3 separate regions of the Mus musculus genome follow, and all the other regions are linked to region 1. A link is a contact called in public Hi-C data. All regions are on one chromosome and are shown on one strand. The core of a region is the stretch at or near the end of the contact, and the rest is flanking DNA. Distances in the headings are between cores, read along the strand shown.

Evidence for each region. A called contact is a pair of places that touch in the nucleus more often than the background predicts.
Region 2: a Hi-C map of uterus shows a contact between it and region 1. The contact joins two enhancer-like sites. A contact is called at or near these places in 8 of 39 promoter capture datasets (the 3T3-L1 cell line, the C10 cell line, cranial neural crest and 4 more), 1 of 15 datasets of contacts at CTCF or cohesin (large pre-B cells), 28 of 484 Hi-C or Micro-C datasets (the AML12 cell line, B cells, the C2C12 cell line and 18 more), 2 of 115 datasets of contacts at active chromatin or transcription factors (bone marrow-derived macrophages and fibro-adipogenic progenitors) and 2 of 9 other capture datasets (adipose tissue and liver).
Region 3: a contact with region 1 is called in a Hi-C map of uterus. The contact joins two enhancer-like sites. A contact is called at or near these places in 1 of 484 Hi-C or Micro-C datasets (uterus) and 2 of 115 datasets of contacts at active chromatin or transcription factors (embryonic stem cells and fibro-adipogenic progenitors).

Annotation. Positions count from the first base shown.
Region 1 is chr10:5,137,222-5,141,584 of GRCm38.p6, forward strand. Syne1 (spectrin repeat containing, nuclear envelope 1) reads right to left here. Exons shown (of 146, transcript NM_001347711.1): 106 at 3,591-3,791. Among named protein-coding and RNA genes, the nearest start is that of Gm51757, 190 kb to the right of the region's middle. Within about 2 kb of position 2,285, at least 16 of the 459 cell types and tissues checked have an H3K27ac peak or open chromatin away from gene starts, as enhancers often do. A contact at or near this core is called in adipose tissue and uterus, where this site is marked.
Region 2 is chr10:4,614,956-4,619,598 of GRCm38.p6, forward strand. It overlaps a transcript of Esr1 not described here. Among named protein-coding and RNA genes, the nearest start is that of Esr1, 93 kb to the right of the region's middle. Within about 2 kb of position 3,161, at least 53 of the 459 cell types and tissues checked have an H3K27ac peak or open chromatin away from gene starts, as enhancers often do. A contact at or near this core is called in adipose tissue and uterus, where this site is marked.
Region 3 is chr10:4,552,497-4,557,315 of GRCm38.p6, forward strand. All of the region lies in intron 9 of Ccdc170 (coiled-coil domain containing 170), which reads left to right. Among named protein-coding and RNA genes, the nearest start is that of Gm22739, 71 kb to the left of the region's middle. Within about 2 kb of position 1,290, at least 40 of the 459 cell types and tissues checked have an H3K27ac peak or open chromatin away from gene starts, as enhancers often do. A contact at or near this core is called in uterus, where this site is marked.

The DNA.
Region 1 (4,363 bases), core at 1,035-3,534:
TAAAGTTGGGAATCTGTTCTTGTGGCTGTCTTCTTTTAGGTTTGTTAAAAGATTACTTTCTTGCTCTTTCTAAGGTGTAGTTTCCGTCCTTGTGTTGGTGTTTTCCCTTTATTATCCATTGAAGGGCTGGATTCATGGAAAGATATTGTATGAATTTGGTTTTATCATGGAATACTTTGGTTTCTCCATCTATGGTAATTGAGAGTTTTGCTGGGTATAGTAGCCTGGGCTGGCATTTGGGTTCTCTTAGTGTCTGTATAACAACTGTCCAGGATCTTCTGGCTTTCATAGTCTCTGGTGAGAAGTCTGGAGTAATTCTAATAGGCCTGCCTTTATATGTTACTTGACCTTTTTCCCTCACTGTTTTTAATATTCTGTTTATTTAGTGCATTTGTTGTTCTGATTATTAGGTGTCAGGAGGAATTTCTTTTCTGGTCCAGTCTATTTGGAGTTCTCTAGGCTTCTTGTATGTTCATGGGCATCTCTTTCTTTAGGTATGGGAAGTTTTCTTCTATAATTTTGTTGAAGATATTTGCTGGCCCTTTTAAGTTGAAAATCTTCATTCTCATCTACTCCTATTATCTGTAGGTTTGGTCTTCTAATTGTGTCCCGCATTTGCTGGATGTTTTGAGTTAGGATCTTTTTGCATTTTGCATTTTCTTTGATTGTTGTGTTCATGTTCCCCATGGAATCTTCTGCACTTCTCTCTTCCATATCTTGTATTCTGTTGCTGATGCTCACATCTATGGTTCCAGATTTCTTTCCTAGGGTTTCTATCTCCAGAGTTGTCTCCCTTTGGGTTTTCTTCATCGTTTCTACTTCCATTTTTAGATCTTGGATTTTTTTTTTCAATTCCATTGCATGTTTGGTTGTGTTTTCCTGTAATTCTTTAAGGGCTTTTTGTGTTTCTTCTACCTGTTTAGCAGTGTTTGCCTGTAGTTCCTTAAGGACTTCTATCTGTTTAGCAGTGTTCTCCTGTAATTCCCTGAGGGATATTTGTGTTTCCTCTTTAACAGCTTTTACTGGTTTAGCAGTATTCTCCTCTAATTCCTTGAGGAATTTTTGTGCTTCCTCTTTAAAGGCTTCTACCTGTTTAGCAGTGTTCTCCTGTATTTCTTTAAGTGGGTTATTAATACCCTTCTTAAGATCTTCTACCACCATCATGAGATATGATTTTAAATCCGAATCTTGCTTTTCGGGTGTGTTGGGGTATTCAGGACTCGTTGTGGTGGGCGTACTGGGTTCTAATGATGCCCAGTGTTCTTGGTTTCTGTTAGTAAAATTCTTACGTTTGCCTTTTACCATCTGGAAATCTCTGGTCTTAATGTTCAAGCTGTCTCTGGTTAGAGCTTGATCCTCCTTTGATTCTTTTAGCCTCTGTCAGCACTCCTGAGAATCCAACTGTCTCCTGAGTTCCAGTGGTCAGAGCACTCTCTGTAGGCAAGCTCTCCTCTTCCAGGGCAAGTGTCCAGCAGTCTGGAGCTCTGATCCACCTCCTGAGTTCTGGGGTGAGAACTCTTCTTGTAGGCCAACTCTCCTCTGGCAGTGAATGTGTCCAGGGGTCTAGGTTTCAGGTCTGCCTCCTGGCTGAGGATGAAGGCCTGATGGAACCCTGAGCATGGAGAGCACTCTGGAGCCCTTAGAGGCCTCCACTGGGATCAGAAGGAAGATGGCAGGGGTGGCCCTGACAGGAATCAGAGTTGAGGTTTTAATTCCTATTATATGACTGTAAGTTTGTCCCCACCAAAGCTGTAGAAGTCTCCCACAAAACATAGACTGGATAGTAAAGGGTAGGTTGATCGTCATCAACAGTACCATAATTGTTTTGTTGTGCCAGGAATCAAGATCAGTGCCCAAGAGCATTAAGCAACCACTCTACCCATGAGGTATACCAGCAGCCTATGATGCTGTTTTGTTGTTTATTTTGAAATAAAACTCATGTATTCACTCCTGCTCAACTTTCTCTTTAGCTGAGGTAAGTCTTGAACTTGAAATTGCTCCTGCTTCAATCTCCCAAGTAGCTGGGATTACAACACAAGCCTGTGACATCAAGTCCATTTTAGAACCATTATTTTAACCAATCATCAGTTGATGAAATGATCGTATGGCTGGGAAAGACCTACTAAGCCAAATGTGCACTGACAGTCAAGCATGCTTTCAACACAAGCTTACCTCCCGCTCTGGCTTTGGCAGCATTTCCATGACCAAAGAGGCCCCTGTGCAGCCCAAGTGGCAGCTGGAGTCTACTCCCTTAAAACTTTTTCCTAACTGAGCATCTTTTCTGTTATTCTATTGCTCCTTGATCCTAGTCTCCCTTCTGGAATAACTCAGAGCGATCTTTTATTGCTATGGTCAGATTTGAGAGAAAACAGCTGTGAACTTTAAAGCAATGTTTTCATAGCCAAATGATAAGGCTTTAATAAATTATACAACTCTTTAGACAGAAAATCTCTGGGTGAAAAATAGCAAAAAAGTATAGTCCCCTTCCCCCAACAATTTGACAATAATAGCCCACCAGAGAGCCACAGAACAGTAGATTGTTAATCATTTAAAACTCAGTGAGACTGTTTTGTTTTTCTTCTGGGAATTCCCATAGCCTGGGAGGCTGAGTTTGTAGCCTGGTAAGCTTTGCATAGTCATTGCTTAAAATGTATTATGATAGGAATGTGTGAGTGTGTGTGTGTTGAATATATATTTATTTATTCACTAAGGAGTAATGAACCTGAGCTCCATTTGGAAGCACACTGATGAAGCAATCTCTGGGTTCCCAAGCCTGATTGCGTGGTAAAAGTTCTGGTCAAGCCCAGGAAAATCTTGGAGGCCAACAGCAACTACAGGAGAATGTGCTTAAGGGCCAGGAGGTCTGAATGACGCAAGTAACAGACACCAAAACAGAGTGGGCAGCCCTGTATTCCCAGCGTGGAGTGAGGAGTCTATGCCAGGACAGTGACGGGGAGAGAGAGCACCTGGGGCAAGATGGCAAGAGGCCCTAACAAATACACAGGGGGAAACTGAGTTAAGAATGTAGCTAACAATAGGGTCAGTTGGTAGAGCTTTTATGTCTCACATGCACCAAGTCCTGGGGTCTATCCTCAGGACCATATAAACTTAGTTGCATGTACCTTTAATTCCAGATCTCAGAAGGTGAAGGCAGGAGGATTCGAAGTTCAAGGTTACCTTTAGCTATATGAGGCTAGCTTGAGCTACATGAGATCCTGTCTTTTAAAAAGAAAAAGAGAGAGAGAGAGAGAGAGAGAGAGAGAGAGAGAATAAAAGCAATCTGAGTCCCACTAAGGAAAGGCTTTGAGTTTTTCCTTGATTAAAGTTCATATATGGTGAGAGTTGGGTTAATATTTATGGAGAACTAATGAGTAAAATTACTGATTATACTTGTTATAAAAATACCCATTACCATTTTTCTTTACTCTAGATGCTAGGGGATTTGAACAAATGTCAATAGACCACTTAGAAGTGTAATTATACAAGTATAGCGCATAAAACCCAGGCATATTTGGTTGAAATACCGAACCCCTCTATGTAAGGGCCTGAGAATGTGCTATTTCAGCTATGCCTTCCTGGTCTCAGCTCACCTTGTGCTTCCCAAGCAGCTGCTGGATTTCTTCTTTGGAGCATACAATGATCTTTTGGTCCCCTGTCATCTTCTCCTGTCCAGTGTCCAGCAGGTCCACCAGATCTTGCAGAGCCTTATCATACTGACTCTTGAGAGCAAGGTTCTGGTGGAGGCTGCTCCTCCGGGAGCTGACAGTCATCAATAGCTCGTCATACATGTCCTAAGGCAAAGGCAACAACACCAGTCTCAAACACAAAGCTGCAGTACCGAGCCCACCACCTGCCCAGCATCCCACCAAGGTCATACCCCTCCACAAAGGAGTCTCTGCATGGAAGCAAGCTGCCTGCCTTTCTTATGAGCCTCTCTGGGAAATATCTTAAAGAGGAAAAGAGACAGTCTGGACACCTATCTCTGTATCCTGTAGTACAGATGCACGGGACCATGGCTTTCCTGGGGTTTGATCCTTGGTTAGTTCAAGCTCTTTTGTTCATCTTGCTTGGCAATCTTACATATTCTTTTTTTTGTTGTTGTTTTGTTTTAAGTTTGATTGTTTCTTCTCTTGAAAAAGTCATAAATCATAGAAGAACAACTAAAGAAAAACTAAATTCACAAAGATTTAATGATGGGGTATCTATAGAGAAGGGGTAAAGGAAGGAAGTAACATAATGTAGAAAGAACCATTGGAGAAAAGTAAACCGTGAGCTCTAACGCTGTCTTCTACGTCTGTGGTACCAGGCACACACATGCTGCCCAGACATGCACATAACCCAAATACCCATACACATAGAAGTT
Region 2 (4,643 bases), core at 1,911-4,410, 520 kb before region 1:
GAGATGACAAGCCTTGGGGGAACCTCAAGTTGTGCAAGGTCAGTCAATTTGCTAAGTGGTTGGTAGCCCTGGTAACTGTCCTTCTCTGGAGTGGTGGCATTCCAGGTTCTTTTTTCTGTCTTTTGATTTCTTATTCCTCGGTACTTATTGAAGCATTTGCTTGTCAGGTGGCTATCAGCTGAACTCTCTAAAGGGATCTCCTCCTCACTCTCTTCAGAAGAGCCTCCCTAGTCCTTTTGCAGTGGGGGCCACATGCCTGAGCCCCTTCCTACCTCTGCGGTTCACTTAAGTAGTCTCATTGGAAAATTTTCTTTGATAATTGTGATAAAGAAATCCACAAGGAATTTTAAATCCCTCTGTAAGATGGCATCTGTCCTTTGAATTCTAATTTTTTATTTGCTATAACCAGTCATTCATTAGGTTTTGCTTTATTATAAAACCTTACAAAGAAAGGGAACTTAGTAAAGCTGGTCACATTGGGTAGTCAACAATCCATCTCTGCATCTGGGTAAAGCAACGGAACACCCGTACATTCCTGTCCATTAAGAGATGTTGGGAATCCCATTTACATGAAATCTTGCTACTGTATATTTTGGCATCAAGTTTATTCAGAAAAAGGGTACTTCTGTTTGACTTCCTTATTAAATTCTTAATTTTGTCCAAGAATGAGCACATTGCAAAGTTCTACTGTGGCTCATGAAGCTCTGTTCTAAAGGGTCTGCTGCGGACCCTATTGGAAGAGCCCTTGGTGCCAACAGGGGGCTTTTGCTCAGGGTTGCATTGTGGTATTCTGGGAAAAGCCTGGTACCCAACCATGTTAGATATGCAATGGATGTGTTTGATTGAACATGATGCATTCTTTGTGTTCTAGATGATTTTTTTTTTAATTGTCAAAAGTGGAGAGTTGGGCACATAGTATGATGTATCATTGCTGCAGAATAGCTATGACATACACTAATTGAGTAGAAAGTGATGGCTGCTTTCATAGAGATGAGCACCATGGTATGGAAGCACACAGAGAAGCTACTGCTGATTGGCACTCGGAGTTTGGGACAGGAAGTGACAGTTAGCCTTGACCCGGAAGGATGGGTATGTTGCCCTGGGAAGATGTTGGGGGTAGAAGACGCTAATCCAAGGAAAGAGACAATCACCTTGGGGGATCAGGAGTTGGTCTGACAGGAAGATAAGTCAGAAGTATGCAGGAACATGTTAGCAGAGAATTAGGACTGTGAAGCTAAATGTCATTTTAAGGTGTGAGGTTGCAGTGAAATGAGGCCTTCTCTTTGGAAATACTGTGTAGATTGAGGTTTTTAGTTGAAGAGTGAGCATGCCAATTTGGAGATGATTGGACTAGCTGAGGAGAGGTGAATTGCTAATTTAGAGTGAACAACTTAAATTGAGCAATTTAGCAAATCTTTTAAGGACCCACTTTTTGAATTATGATTATTTATGGGCGAGAAAAGACTTTGTCTCAAAAAATGGCTGGTAGAGAGAGGAGTTGGAGGGGAGTCAAAAGATATTACTGTAAAGTGAGCCTGGTGGTGCAAGCCTTCAACCCCAGCTACTTAGGAGGCTGAGGCAGGAGAATCACTAGTGGAAGGTCTACAGGGGTCATCTGATGAGTTCAACACCAGCTTTGAAATTTGGCAATCCCCTTCTCAAAAGAATCAGTTAGGAAAGGGTGAAAGATGTGGCTCAGCAGTAGAGAGCTTGCTTGGAATATGCAAGGTCCTATGATTAGTTTCTAGGAGTGAACATACATACAGACAGACACACCTATGCTGGGTATTTTGCTATCTTTATAATTGAAAGATGGATCTAGCAACTAACTGCCAAACAGATCCCAGAAGGTTTTTCATTCAGGGACCACTAGGGACTAAGCAGCACACTTTATATGTGCAAAATGCTTTTTCCCTGGGATATTTTTATGGCAAAAACAATCTTATTTGGATAGAATATAGATTCATAAGAAAATGCTTCTATTTGTATGACATGGAGACTGGTGCAATTATTTGCAATTTATACACACTTGTCAAATATGTACTCAAGTTCGTACTTTACATTTCGTACTTGAGCAGTCCTTTGACTTTGGAGGCCTAATTCCCTAGCAAGTGAATGAAGGCCTGGCATACTGGGTATGACCTCAGTGCTGGTACTGAGTCACGCTTCTGCGCCTCCTGTCTTCAGCCACCTCCATTTGGAATAGTGAGCCAGGACATTAACATATGTACTATTAGAGCCGTAGGTGCCTGTCTGGGAGTACAAGATAGCTGATGCCATTGAAGGCTTGCCTAGGGAAGGGAGCCTGTGACACCTCTCGCCACCACTGAAATGCTTCAGATGATTTGGAGCTGAACCCAGTGATTGGGGAGCTAAAGAGGAGGGGTGTAAGGAGATTGTTTTTCCCCTTTCTCTCTGTCTCTGTCTCTCTGTCTGTCTCTCTGTCTGTCTCTCTGTCTCTGTCTCTGTCTCTCTGTCTCTGTCTCTCTGTCTGTCTGTCTGTCTCTCTGTCTGTCTCTCTGTCTCTCTGTCTGTCTCTCTGTCTGTCTCTCTGTCTGTCTCTCTCTGTCTCTCTCTGTCTCTGTCTCTCTCTGTCTCTCTCTCTCTCTCCCTCTCTCTCTCTCTCTCTCTCTCTCTCTCTCTCTCTCCCCCTCTCTCTCTTTCTCATCCTTTAAAGGAGTATGGTACGGTAAAAGGTTAGGGTGACAGCTATGTAAGAAAACAAGGCAGGTGTCTGTTGGGGACAAAGGTTGGGAGAAAATGCTAAGCACATTCAGTAATCTAATTTAGGTTACAACGAATCTCAAAGGCTGCTGAGAGTGTCCCTTGGCAGCTGATGCCTGGCTTTCCTGTTTTGAGCAGAGAGGGGCAGGGAGAGGGTAACAGGGTATCACTCTGTTGGAGGGACATTGCTCATGTTGCTTTGGTGTCCTTCCCTCTAGTCCATTTTCAGACTTCACCAATCAAGCAAAGGGCTGCTTCAAATCTAGTGTGCAACCAAACCAAACCAAACCAAACCAAACCAAACCAAACCAAATCAAAACAAAACAAAAAAAGATTCATAGAAAAATGTTTTCTAGGAAAGGCAAAACCCAGAAACCAAGAGTCAGCTCACTGTAGCACTTCTGTTGCATAAGCAGGGTTCAAGTGCAGAGTATTAATCACTGAGAACAGTTCACAAATTATTTGTGTTCCGATGAGACAGGCCCTCAGTCTCCTTCCTTCTCACTGTTTGGACTTGGTCCATCTCACTCCTTCTTCAGCATTGAGAGTAGAAAGGACATTTAAATGTGCCAATTTTCTCCTTGTGGGAAGCCTCACTCATGTGTTGAGCAAGGAGAGAGATTTATATTGTTACAGAGAAGAAGGCTTGGGGGAAGGTTCAAGGCCTTAATTTGTTCATAGGGAATGCTATCATCTACCACCGTTTATATTTGAGACTTGAACACACCAGGCAGGTTGTAGAAGTAAAAAAGTGTGGCTAAAAGCCTGCACTTGACTTCTTCATCTAGTTCAGTTCAATTTATTGCCCCCCCCCCCAAAATTATCAAACCTATTCTCAGAGGAGAAGTATTTTCTGTGACCACAAGGAAACATCTGTGAGGTCAAACCTGAGCCAGTCAGAACATTTAGCATGTGAGGTTTAGATTTCAGGAGAAGAAAATTAATCAAGGAAACCCTTAAAGCTATGAAGAAGGCAAATCAGAAAAGTCTCTTATCGCTGGCAAGCTGAGGCTCTGAGTTCATATTAATTAAGACATGTCAGACTCCACAATGAATCAAGTAGGGAGTGTCATATTCTGGTAACTTTGGAAGCCAGTGTCAGTCCTGACCGCCAGGATTTATGGTAGATTATATAATGGAATCTTGAGTTCTGAGACATCAAAGGAAAGTTCTGGCTCTTTCCTCATGCACTCTCTTAGGTCAAGCCTACCCAGCAACAAGCCAAGCGGAGGGCTGAGCTCGTAGAGACTGCCAAACCTGATAATGCATAACTAGAGAGTAGCTATGGAGGGGAAAAATGTGGACTGAAGTCAGGTAAAGACTGCCAGGCAACTTGGTTAACGTCCACAGTCCAGTTCTGCTCAACAGCAGCCAATCGCTGGCTTTGTGTAGTGATTTAGAACCAGTCTAAAACACTAGGGCAGAAGAAGTAAACTTTATTACCAAGGTGGTTGCATGCTCGTGCAAACGTTCTCCACATCAGTATCATCTGTGATTGTGTCTAATTCTGAGTATCTACAGGGAGCGGATTTTACTCTCTTTCTTACAGGCGTGGGCAGAAGTGCTGGAGGAAGCCTGTACCATCTGAGGGAACACCTGGGAAAGGTTTCTTTCATTTTTCTCCCCTCCAGCGTACACACGCTCCCCACTGAAAGGCCAATGCTTTCTATCACTTGGGATTCATCAAGTTTATATGTTTGTATCATCTTAATTTTAGCAGGACACAGGAACGAAGTATATCAGCCTACAGGATGAGGTTTGAATTACTTTAGTTAACACACACACACACACACACACACACACACACACACACACACACACAAACACACACACACACACACACACATACACACATACACAAACAGTGGCAGAATCAATGTGGTGTTTTTCTCTTCTGTTGGATACGGAAACCACAAACT
Region 3 (4,819 bases), core at 40-2,539, 590 kb before region 1:
GCCTTGCCTGTGTGGGCCTCAGGTAAAATCCTCAGCACTGTGTGTGTGTGTGTGCGCGCGCGCGCGCGAGGGATGGATGTGACACATTTACAAGGACCCTTAATGGTCATCAGAAGCCCAGCTTATTCCGATTTCAACTTGAGCATCCTACCCAATGCTTCCATCCTCTCTCATCCTCAGAAATATCTCCTAGCCCCACACACTTATTAGGGCTCCAGCTTCCTTCTAGGTGCCAGCCAGGAGGAAGGGCTTGAAAAACAACCTGTTGGCTATTTTTTGGAGTGATATAACAGTTCTCTGTCTTCATTGGCAGGGACTTAGTCTCTTGACTTTGTTTAAAAGAGGTCAGCCCATAGAATAAGTCTTAATTCTGGCCGGTGAGAAAGAGAGGAAGATTAACTATCTAGTGGAGAGTTTTAACTGTCAGCCTGTAGCATGTGGCCTAACCCTGGTAGGAGCTGTGGCTCCAAATCGGTTCCAAACCCCATGGGAGAGCCAGTGGTGTCTTCTTTGTGGTCTCCCAAGAAAGCATCAGAACAGACAATAACTGCCAGCCGCAGCAAAGCTTTCCTCTCTGACTTTTCCCGTACATCCATTGCCCAGAAGCTCCCCCCCCTCAAGTTCTTCCCCATGGAGCAAGCTCCAAGCCAGCTACTGCTGCCCTTCACTCCCCTTCCATGGAGTCAATGCTTCTAAATTCCCCCCCAGGCCGCCTGGACTGCTTTTCTCACTGCAAAGGGGCAGGGCCTGCAAAGGCAGAGTGCTTGCTTTTTGGGGCGAGGGTAACTGTGCTACCAGCTCCCAGAATGTGTGCTACGAGGGACAAAGAGGGAGGAGAGACTGCAGAGTGGGACACCTCCCCCACAGAGCTACGTCTGCGTGGACACAGCATCTCTTTTGGCCAGTAAGACACTAGAACAGTGGTTCTCAACTTGTGGGTCGTGACCCCCGGCCAGGGCATGAACAGATATTTACATTGCAATTCATAAGGGTAGCAAGGTTACCATTTTGAAGTAGCAAAGAAAGTAATTTTATAGTTGTAGGGGTCACCACATGAGGAACAGAGGGGTCACAGTGTTCAGAAGGTAGAGAACCACTGCCTTAGAACGTTGCTGCCCCCACTTCATACAGAGGCCCCTGCTTGACAGCTGTGAGGGGTTTTTCGTACACTGTCTTTGACAACTGCATCTGGAGACTTAGACCCTACAGTCAGCCAACACTTAAGAGTTCAGCTTTAATCACCTTTCTGTCTGGGCTTTTGACTCTTCTGTGTAAGAAAGACTTGCCCACTAGATTGCATAGTCGTTCCCTGGGAAACAGCTAGCATACAGTGTTTACCATGAATGGTACCCTGGGAACCTTCCCTGTCCTGGCTAGCCTCCCGATGGCACATTAATCTTGTTTATGGCCAGTTCTGGCCTGCTGGAGGAAAATTAAAGGCCAATTGCTTACTCGCTGAACTCTGAGCTGGTCTGAGAAGTTCCCTCAGGAGGATAAAGAAACCAACTCACTCCCACCCCACTCGAAGGAATCTGCTCTTGGCTTGATGGCTTGACTTTAGAGTCTCCGTCATTCCTGCTGGCTTCCAGCTCTGTCCTGGTGGTTTGACTTGCCGCTCCCTTCCTTGCCCCTGTCCCTTGACAAGAATCCAAGCAGTCCTCTGAGTAGGAGACCAGAGACGTCCTGAGTGAGTGTGTGCAGTTGACATGAACACAGGCATCTCAAGGCACTCATGTCTCAGCCCATGGCTGTGGTAAAGCCTTCCCTAGTGAGAGGCTCAGAGAGTTGGCAAAGCCTTTCTGTGGTCAGACTGGACAGTACAGAGAATATCCCCATTAGATTTCTCCCCCTGGATGTTGTTTACTGCCTGAAGACTGCTCCCTTACAGAGCTTGCTCCTACTGAGATTTGGTACATCTGCCTCCTTATTCATTGGTATATAATAACTCTGCCTCTTTGTTTATCTGTAGGTAGTAGTCCAGCCCCCATGTTCAGCTCATGTTCAGCTCATGCAGACCTGCGCCTTCCTCATTTTGAGTACCTGCTTCACCATTTTGTTCACCCCTTTCTCTGTGCTGCCCTCATCCCAGGGTCTGGCATTTTATTTTCTGTATATTTCCAGAGCTGTAGAAGGTGTTCTTTTGACTTCTAGACTGTAAGCTCACAGCTGCTGTCAGAGTCCCAAGACAGTTCGTGTCACCCCAGAGAACTAACTGGCTCAGTGGTTACGAGGTCAAGCATGCTTGCTATTGCTGTTGGCCTCTGTCTAGAAAAATGTCTTAGTCTTCAAGTATATGCCACAAGCTGGGTGGCTTATAAACAACAGAGTTCCCAGAGTTCTAGAGCCTGGGAAGTCCAAGGGAAAGTTGCCAGCAGATTTGATGTCTGCTCAGTCTTGCTTCCTGGTTCACACAAGACCTTAGCTGTGTCCTCATACGGTGTAAGGGGGCAAGACAGGTCTATCTGGTCTATCAGGGCATACAATGCTTGGTTCCTGTTTGTTATACAAGCATCTTAGTTGCTGTTCTTTTTTTGTGAAGAAATACCATTACCAAGTCAATTCTTAAAAAAAAAAAATGAAGCATTTAATTGGTAATTGGGGCTTGCTTACAGTTCCAGAGACTTAATCCATTATCATCATGGGTGGGGTGGATGGTAAAAGGTGTTAGAGAAGTTTCTGAGACCTTTACAGTTTGAGCCTTGGGAGGGGGTGGTGAGGGAGAGAGAGAGGGAGGGAGAGAGAGAGAGAGAGAGAGAGAGAGAGAGAGAGAGAGAGAGAGAGAGAGAGAGAGAGAGAGAGAGAGCCTGGCTTGGACTTTTGAAACCTTAAAGCCTGCTCCCAGTGACACACTTCCTCCAACAAGGCCACACGTCCTGATTCTCCTGATCCCATCAAAGCATCCACTCCCTGGTGACCAACCGTTTAAACATATGAGCCCATGGGGGCCACTGTTGTTCAAACCACCCCAGGTATCTATTCCTGTTGAAACACAACCTGTTCACTTCTTAAGGAGCCCACTCCTTCACAGTATCTCCTTGGAGGTTAAGATGTAAGACTTTTGAGGAGTGTCCCTCCTCATCCTTGCCAGCATGTGCTGTCACGGAACGCCTGATGTAAGCAAACTGATGGAGGAGAAGTCTTTGGCTCACAGTTTCAGAGTTGTTTATAGTTTATAGTTGTTTATAGCTACTTGGTTCTGTGAATGTCTGTAGAGCACTGTGGTGGTAGAGGAAGGTGGATATGGAGCGGACTGTGAAGAGGGTACTGAGCAAGATGTATAGCTTTGAAAAGCGCACCCTTCAGTCACCGATTTCCTGTATCATGTAAAGTCTTCTGGAACCTTCCAAATGAGTGCCACCATTTCAGAATATGCATTTCTGTGTTTTTTTTAAGTATATTTACAGACTTATTGAACAGTATCTAATTTCAAAATATTTTTAGCATACCCAAAGAAACTCTGTACCCATAAATTATAACTCCCCATTCCTCCTTCCCACTAGCCTCAGACCTTTTCTCTGTCTCTTTCATAAGAAGATAATCATGTGGTTTTTGGCAACCGGCTTCATTCTCTTGTCATGGCATTTTTTAGGGTTCGTTGTGTGCTCTATAAGCACTTCATTGTTTGGCTATACTATATTTTCCCATCCATCCACTGATGGATGTTTGGGTGGTCACCACTTGTGATTATGAGTAATGAACTTTTTGTGTGGGCATATGCTTTTCCTTCTCTCTGGCTTACAGCTATGGGGGGGGGATTGATAGATGGTTCATGTATTTAGCATTTTCAAAGCTGTATTTTATATTAGTGCACCATTTTATATTCCATCCAGCAGTATGTGAGGGTTCTAACTCCCCCAACTCCCTGAGAAGGTTTATAATTGTCCTTTTTATTTTTTTAAAATGTAAACATCTCAGTGTCTATTGTCTTATAGCTTGTTTGTATTTATTTGTTTGGATTTTTTGAGGTAATCTCTTATGTAGTCCAGACTGATCTGGACTCACTGTGTGGGCAAGGCTGGCCCTGAACATCCCATCTTAATGCCTCTGTTTCTCAAGTGCTGGGACTAAAAGCACCACCATCCTAATTTTATATCTGTTGCTGTGATAAGGTAGCTCAACCTGAAGCAACTTAGAAGATGAGGGTTAATTTTAGCTTACAGTTCCAGGTTACAGCCCATCATTGCAAAGATGTCACAGCGGCAGGTATTTAAAGCATCCAGTCTGTCACCTCCACGGTCAAGAGCAAAGAGAAGCGAATGTGTGCACACTTGCATGCTTGCTTGCTTGCTTGCTTGCACTCAGCTTGGTGTCTCCCTTCTCCTATACCTAGGATACTTTGCTTAGCTAAAGGCACTGCCCTTCCTGGGCTGGGTCTTCCCACCTCAATTAAAGGCAATCAAGACATTCCTGAACAGATATCCCCACAGGGCAATTGGCTCTAGATAATTCCTCAGTGAAGCATCAGTCAACAGACTAGCTACAACAGCCAGCATGCCTGTTTATTTAGTCTTAATAGTCCTTTACAAATCTTTGCGGTTACAAAACTATTTCAAATTTCTTAATGTTTCAGTGAAAGAGCATATTACAAAACCCAATGCAGTAGCTGTTACTAGGTGTCCACTTCAGCAGCACTGAGTGCATCCAGAGGGCTGTAAGAATATCACCACCACCCATTTCTAGCCCTTGCCATCACCACAAACTGAAAAGCTGTTTCTATTGCACAACCACTCTCGACTTGTCCTTTCCCCAGCCCTGGGAAAGCCTATTGCCTTTATCTGAGTTAGCCTGTTCCATGTATCTCATAGGTGAAATGTTTATC